Linked DNA regions of Mus musculus: region 1 is linked to region 2. The links are chromatin contacts, called in public HiChIP or PLAC-seq maps. All regions are on one chromosome and are shown on one strand. Each heading gives the region's core, a stretch centred on a gene start, on an enhancer-like site or on the middle of the called end of the contact. The rest is flanking DNA. Distances are from core to core; before and after follow the strand shown.

Region 1 (3,673 bases), core at 483-2,982, 2.0 Mb before region 2:
ATAAGCAGATCTCTGGGCACAGAAATCAGCATCTGAATACACAGTGCATAAGACTAACCCTCAACAACGTTTAAAATCAAGGACAATACATGTCAAAGACACATGTCTCTGAGTGGCCATGTTCTCCAGGAGGCTGGCAAGCAATATAGAATCTGACAAACTTGTGCCCTACCAGGCTTGAACTAAATGCTGTCTATCTCGTCATATGCTTGGCAAAATTGTTGTAGTAAGAGAACAAAAAAAAAAAAAGTCATAAACGATGGCTCAGAGATTATGAGCACTTGGTGACCTTGCAGAGGTCCCAGGTTCAGTACCCACATGGGGCTCACAACCTCCTCCACATTCCAGGGTCTCAGATCTCTTCTGGCTTCTCTGGGCATTAGGCACACACTTGGTGTACCTATATACAACCAGTCAAATACTCATTCATATATGTAAAATAAAAACAAACCTTGAAAATGAAACACACACACAAATCTGCTTTTTCTAAAAAGCATTATGCATGTCTTCTACACTTTGGCTCTTACTTCTACACTGCTGACTCCTAGCCTACTTCATGCCCAGCCCAGCCTCCATAATGCAGTCATCCTGCAGCCTCCGAGTGTAGAGTGCTAAGATTACAGGACAGTCGTGTGCCACCACAACCTGCAGCACTACTTTAATACATAAAGCTTGATTTCTAAACTTAACCTTAAATCTGTGCACTAGAGACAGACATGGGATCACTAGGTCACTTTAACTATTCTTCTGCTTAATGTAACCAATGTGTGGAGTCTCACCCTCTGGTTCTCTTTTCTTTTTTTACCAAATGATGTGTGTGTGAGGGGGGTTAGGTGGAGAAAGTAGCTCACTGGGGAAAAAGAATTTTGTCAAAGGCCTATTCTTTCTATTCAAAAATTTTTTTTAAAAAGAAAAAGGAAAAGGAAAAGGAAAAGGAAAAGGAAAAGGAAAAGGAAAAGGAAAAGGAAAAAATTATAGGGATTGTTGGCTGTCTGTGTGTGCACCAGGAGGCCAGAGGGGGAGCAGTGGATTCCTAGGAACTGCATTTCCTGGCAGCTCAAAGCCACAGTGTGAATGTGGATAGTGGGAACCCAACAGTGCTCATCCACATCTCAGTCCCTCCGCTTTCTGCTTTTCACCTCACTGGTCTCTACAGGAGGCTACTGGTTGAGGCTGGCCCTTGACTGTTTGGATGCAGAAAACTAGGCTTCTGACCTAAAACCTCTTTAGAGCACACCTTTCTGCTCCTAGCACAGGCCAGCCTCCAACTTAGCCACACATATGGACCCCAATAGTTATGTAAACTGACAATAGAAATTGAATTCGGTTTAGTTCTTTTGTTTGTTTGTTTTTTGTTTTTAAATTCCTTTTCTGTTTTCAGCTCCAGCTCCATATAGAAAATATAACACGGGGAGGAAATGATCAGAACACCTGGTGTCTGGGGTGAAACTAAGGCTTAAATCCCTGCTTGGATGACTGGGACCACACTAAACAGCTTACCCCTATTCCCTGGCTTTCATACAGTTCCCTCTACTCAATAAAAGCAATTGCTACTACTGCGTAGGGCGACATAAATACGTTTGGTCCCAGTTTGGGCCAAAATGTACATAAATTCATTTTCCCGTTTTCTCTTACTCCTTGGAGTTTTTCTCCTCTCACAGACCACTTACCAGCTACTCAAACACTAAGGGACCAGAAAGCAGCGCGGTCGCCCTCAACAAGCACAGCACATTGATCTTAGGCTCGGATCCTGCAGCGCCCATGCACTGACTCCTGCCCAAACTGTGTCCCTGAACACACAACGTTCTCGAACGATGTGGCAAAATCCCACAGCAGAGCATATCGGTAAGTGACAAAACAGAAGCGAAAACCCCGCAAGAGAAGAACGAAAACAGGGCTGATGCCCACCTGCAGCCATCAGGCAGCACAAACCGCGGCGCGACAGCCCGGTGTCCTGCCAGCCTGACGGTCACTCACCTCACGCTGCAACTCACAGAGCCCGGCACAAAGCACGTGGGGCACCAAGTCCACCCGCAGACATGCACAACCCCAACGGTCCAGCCTCCAAGCACAAGCGGTCCTAGCAGGAAACTACATCTGGATCCAAGAAGTTGCGCGCCCCTAGGTCACTTCCGGTTGTTTTGTAATGGTTATCACGGCTTACACGCCTCCCACTTGGGGGACGGCGCGCGTGCGCGCTACCACTGGCAGAGGTAAATCTTGCCAATACTTACTATGGCTCATCTAGTGGTTCTTGCTCCTTCAGAAAGTACCAGGGCCGCACTCACGCTCCAGTGATAAGGAAGCCATCATCAAAGTGCCTCAGTTCCTTACAACCGGGCAAGACTGGTGGAAGGTGATGTACTGAAAGCCCAAGGCTGTCTCACGTGGCCACGGGAGTTGTTGCCTACCAGTATTTGTAACTACTTCTAGGAGTCTGAAATTGTATCCTCATAAAAATACCTTTTCTAGTGATTTTTAAATTTTTATTAGACTTATTTCATATATTTTGCCTGCATGTATAATCATGCCCCCCGTGCATGCCTAGTGGTTGTGGAGGTCAGAAGAAAGGGTAGGACCCCCTGGGATTGGAGCTACAGATGATTTTGAGTCCTTGTCTGGGTGCTGTAAATGGAAGCAACTGCTCTTGGCCAATGTCTCTCCTTTTCTTTGCCTTTTCCCTTTATTTTCACCCGACCTTAAAAGGGTTCTCAATTATTTATTTTTGAGATTGTCTCACTTTGTTGGCGTGACAGGCTTGGAACTAGCCATGGAGATCATTCTGGCTTTGCACTCTCAGACATCTCATGGCCTCTGTCTTCTGAGTGCTAAGATTAAAGTTGTTTACCACCACACCTGACCTTTTCTCATTTTTCAAAGATTGAAAACTAGGAAGGATTATCAGGAAACATGAAAGGAAAGCCATATGGAAGATTAAAAGAGAAAATATGAGATGAACCATCATGTGCTTCTGGCTGGAGGAATCTCATGATCCCCAGAGAACAGAGCTCTCTTCTTGCTGAGAAGTAAACTTTCCTTTTTAAGTTGCATAATAAAAACAATTGCAGAACTAGGTGTACATTAGAAATAATGGTAAATGGGGAGAGACAATAAAATAGGGAATGCATCCAGCACTGTAAATAAATCAGTAAACCTAATGTAGAATATGAGACTAAAGCCAAGGATAATGTGAGGTGTCTACACATAGGGTAAGTATTTGCACTCTAGCCCTGGATGGTCTAGAACTATTTAGGCCAAGCTGGCCTTGAATTTAACTCTGATCTTCTTGTCTATACTATTCAAATGCTAGGATTACACAGCAATGTGTCATCGTGGCCAGTTCACAGATGGTCTAGATCTTCCCACTGAGAACAGAATGCAGGGTGGAGGAACCACTCTGGAAATCAGTTTGGTGGTTCCTCCGAAAATTGGACATAGTACTACCGGAAGATCTAGCAATGCCTCTCTTGGGCATATACCCAGAAGATGTTCCAACTTGTAATGAGGACACATGCTCCACTATGTTCATAGCAGCCTTATTTATAATAGCCAGAGGCTGGAAAGAATCTAGATGTCCATCAACAGAGGAATGGATACAGAAAATGTGGTACATTTACACAATGGAGTACTACTCAGCTATTAAAAAGAATGAATTCATGAAATTCTTAGGCAA
Region 2 (3,321 bases), core at 100-2,599:
AAATCAAACCCTATTTGACTTTAACCCTAAACCAAACCCTAAACCTGTATCTAACTCAATTCCTAATTCTAACCCTAAACTAAGTACTAACCCTAACCCTATAATTAAGCCTTACATAACCTATCCCTAATGGTAAACCTAACCCTAGTCTTTGTTGTTGTTGTTGTTGTTGTTTTTTCTTTCTTTTTTTTTTTTTTTTTCCGAGACAGGGTTTCTCTGTATAGTCCTGGCTGTCCTGGAACTCACTTTGTAGACCAGGCTGACCTCGAACTCAGAAATCCGCCTGCCTCTGCCTCCCGAGTGCTGGGATTAAAGGCGTGCGCCACCACGACCAGCAACCCTAGTCTTAACATTGGTATGAATTCTTATTAATTCCACTCTACCTACATGTAACTTTACCCCCAACCTTAAAATTAAAACCTGATTGACCAGGGTCATGGTCCAAATTTGGGAACTGAACCATCACCCTGAATTAAAATCCTACAGGATTTTTAAGCCCAAAATCCACAAATATTTGTACCAAGTTATTCAACCAATCTCCTTATTTAGGAATAGGGGGATTTCATTATCCTGCTCCCATTGGTTGGGACTGTGGCAGGGGACTTGTCTTGTCTAATATTCATGTCCTAACTTGTCTACCAGGATAGGACTTGTCTTAACTTGCCAACCAGGATGTCAATTACCTATGTACATGCCTTTCTGCCAAGTAGGATGCCAGTTCCCATGGAGGTCTTGGGAACTGAAATTTACTCAACCAGTATTTAAAATGAAAGTTTATTCCAAATAGTTTCTTATATTTGGTGCAGGTGGGATCCATCCCAGGAACAGCTTATACCATAAAAACTTATACATTGTGCAGGAAGTGCTGTTGGGTGGTTGGTTCATGTCCAGTCCTACTGTGGGTAACTATACAAAACAGTTCTACTGACTTCTATGGTGACTGGTTGCCAAGGGGACAAACACAACAGAATATGTAATCAATCTTGGCATTAGAACATTTCCTAGTAACAGCAGAAACATATGAGAAAGTTTCCTTATAATGGCAGACTAGCCAAGTAACTGTTACCTAGGCCTTAACATTTTTACCTAGGTTTCAACTTTTTATCTAGGCCTTAGTGTTTTACCTAGGTCTTAACAAAAATCTATTTATCTATCACAAAGAAGTGGTCACAAAGTCCATGCCTAACCGAGAAAATTTTGCAACTTATAGCTGCTGGGAAAAGGAAAAATCAGCTTTATCCAATGGAGTGTGTGGTGGTTTAAGTAGGTATGGTCCCATAGACCCATGTGTTTGAATCCTTGGCCGATAAGGAGTGGCACTATTAGGAGACATAGCATTGTTGAAGTAGGTGTGGTCTTGTTGGAGGAAGTGGGTCAATGCGGAGGTGGGCTTTGAAGTCTCCTACACTCAGGCTATTCCCAGTATAACACACAGTCTCCTGCTGCCTGCAGATCAAAATGTAGAACTCTTGGCTCATACAGCACCATCTCTGGCTGCATGCAGCCATGCTTCCTTCCACAATGATAATGGAAGTGTAAGCCACCCTCAATTAAATTGTTAGAGTCCAACAATCCAAAACAACCCAAGCAGATACAAACAAGAGTCCAGAAAAATAAGCTCTTTATTTGAATTAGGCAGCAAAAAACTGACCAGTCGGGGACAACAGCACAAACTCAGGAGCGTCATATATCTTCAAAACTTCATCTTAGTATTTAAGGAGATGAGAATATTTTATTGTACTCAGGGCGATACTGATGGATCAGGGGCACAGCTTGGGAGCTGAAGTGTGACCTAGAGCCAAAATGCTACAGAGTTCTTAAGCTTCAGAACCACACACATCTGTGGCAAGTTATCCCAACAATCAGGATGCAGGAATAGGAGACTTCCTTAGGAATGTGTCTTTGTGATACACTTACCCTATTCCCATTCATTGGGTTATACAACTGTGGCAGGTCAACTTGACTATTATTATTCATGCCTCTTTCTGCCAAGCAGGATGTCAGTTACCCAGGGAGGTCTCCGAAGTTTAAACTTTATTTGACCTCAACTTAAAATGGAAGTTTTATTCAAAATGGCTTCAGTTTGATTCCTTCTTACACCCCTTCACCACTTGTCTTTGTACAGTATTCAAATCCTTGTTTCAGAATAAAGGAGATTATGTTGGACTCTACAGCCATAAGCTTAACTGAGTTGAGAATGCAAAGCCCTTATGAGGAGCAGCTCCAGCCCAGAACTGGCAAGGGCGTCCTGCTAGACTGCACTAATGAGGCAGAATTAGCTGCCATAGACACATGCCAGCCTAAGGAATCTGAAGATTTTTCTGGAGCAGCAGAGTATTAAAAAAAAATTGTAGAAAGAAATATTATTTTGAAAAGAAGAAAATGAAGTCCTTAAGGAGAGAGTTAGAGATTAAAAGAAAAACATATTCTATGTTTAAAAAAGGGAGAAAAACACAAAGACAGAGGGCACTTGGACCCTGAATAATTTTATTCTGGTTATCAGAATGCAAATGATGATTGTAGTTGTACATATTCTCTTTAAGAAAGATCAGAATAAAGCAGACTTAGAGAAAGAAATGATTGAAAGATGGAATGCTAAATCAGAGGACATATAACAGAGTTTAGAAGGTTCTTTGAATCAGAATTTTAAAATCTTCAAAAGAATCCAATCTGGAACATACAGTGACAGCAGAAAAGGTAATTCCAGATGGGGAGAACTCATACAGGGTTAAGGAATTAGAATGGCAGCCCATAGAGCTGTAATATACTGGGTTAAGAATCTAGATTCTGCTTAATGATGCTCCCTTAAAGCAATGTCATTCAATAACTTAAATGATTCACTTTATAGAGGTTAAAATTTTTAAATATGTATGTGTTGATATATCATACAGTTGATACATGTTCTGAATTCCAATGGGATTTTGCCTTGAATTCTGAAAAAGATGGTTCTGAGATTGCACATTTATTAGAGATGATAACTATCTTGGAAATTCCTTTACATATTCGAGCTGATGATGCTTCAACACATGTATCCCTTAAAATACAGCAATTTTTTTTAGACACTATGGTATAAAACATGTTACAAATATAGCTTACAATCCTACAGGCCAAGCAGTTATGGGGAGATCTAACAGGATATTAAATGAAATGATCATAGAATAAAAGTGGGTAACAGGATAGATTACATACTGCTTTATTAAGTTTAAATTTTTTAAAAGTTAATGAACCAAAAACAACAGCTGCTGAGATATAGTGGATTATGGAAAAACAGCTGCACTAAATCAGCCTGTGTATAGTAAGGATGTCTTAACTTCAAAATGG

What was found. HiChIP or PLAC-seq counts read pairs in DNA pulled down with a chosen protein or histone mark.
Region 1: an H3K27ac HiChIP or PLAC-seq map of embryonic stem cells shows a contact between it and region 2, with 9 times the contacts expected there. The contact joins two enhancer-like sites. A contact is called at or near these places in 2 of 39 promoter capture datasets (cranial neural crest and frontonasal cranial neural crest) and 2 of 115 datasets of contacts at active chromatin or transcription factors (embryonic stem cells and large pre-B cells).

The regions. Positions count from the first base shown.
Region 1 is chr7:41,597,705-41,601,377 of GRCm38.p6, reverse strand. No RefSeq gene overlaps it. Among named protein-coding and RNA genes, the nearest start is that of Gm51480, 33 kb to the left of the region's middle. Within about 2 kb of position 1,732, at least 373 of the 459 cell types and tissues checked have an H3K27ac peak or open chromatin away from gene starts, as enhancers often do. A contact at or near this core is called in embryonic stem cells, where this site is marked.
Region 2 is chr7:39,578,874-39,582,194 of GRCm38.p6, reverse strand. It overlaps Gm33989 (predicted gene, 33989), which reads right to left. Exons shown (of 6, transcript NM_001378673.1): 6 at 1,605-3,321. Among named protein-coding and RNA genes, the nearest start is that of Gm33989, 28 kb to the right of the region's middle. Within about 2 kb of position 1,349, at least 3 of the 459 cell types and tissues checked have an H3K27ac peak or open chromatin away from gene starts, as enhancers often do. A contact at or near this core is called in embryonic stem cells, where this site is marked.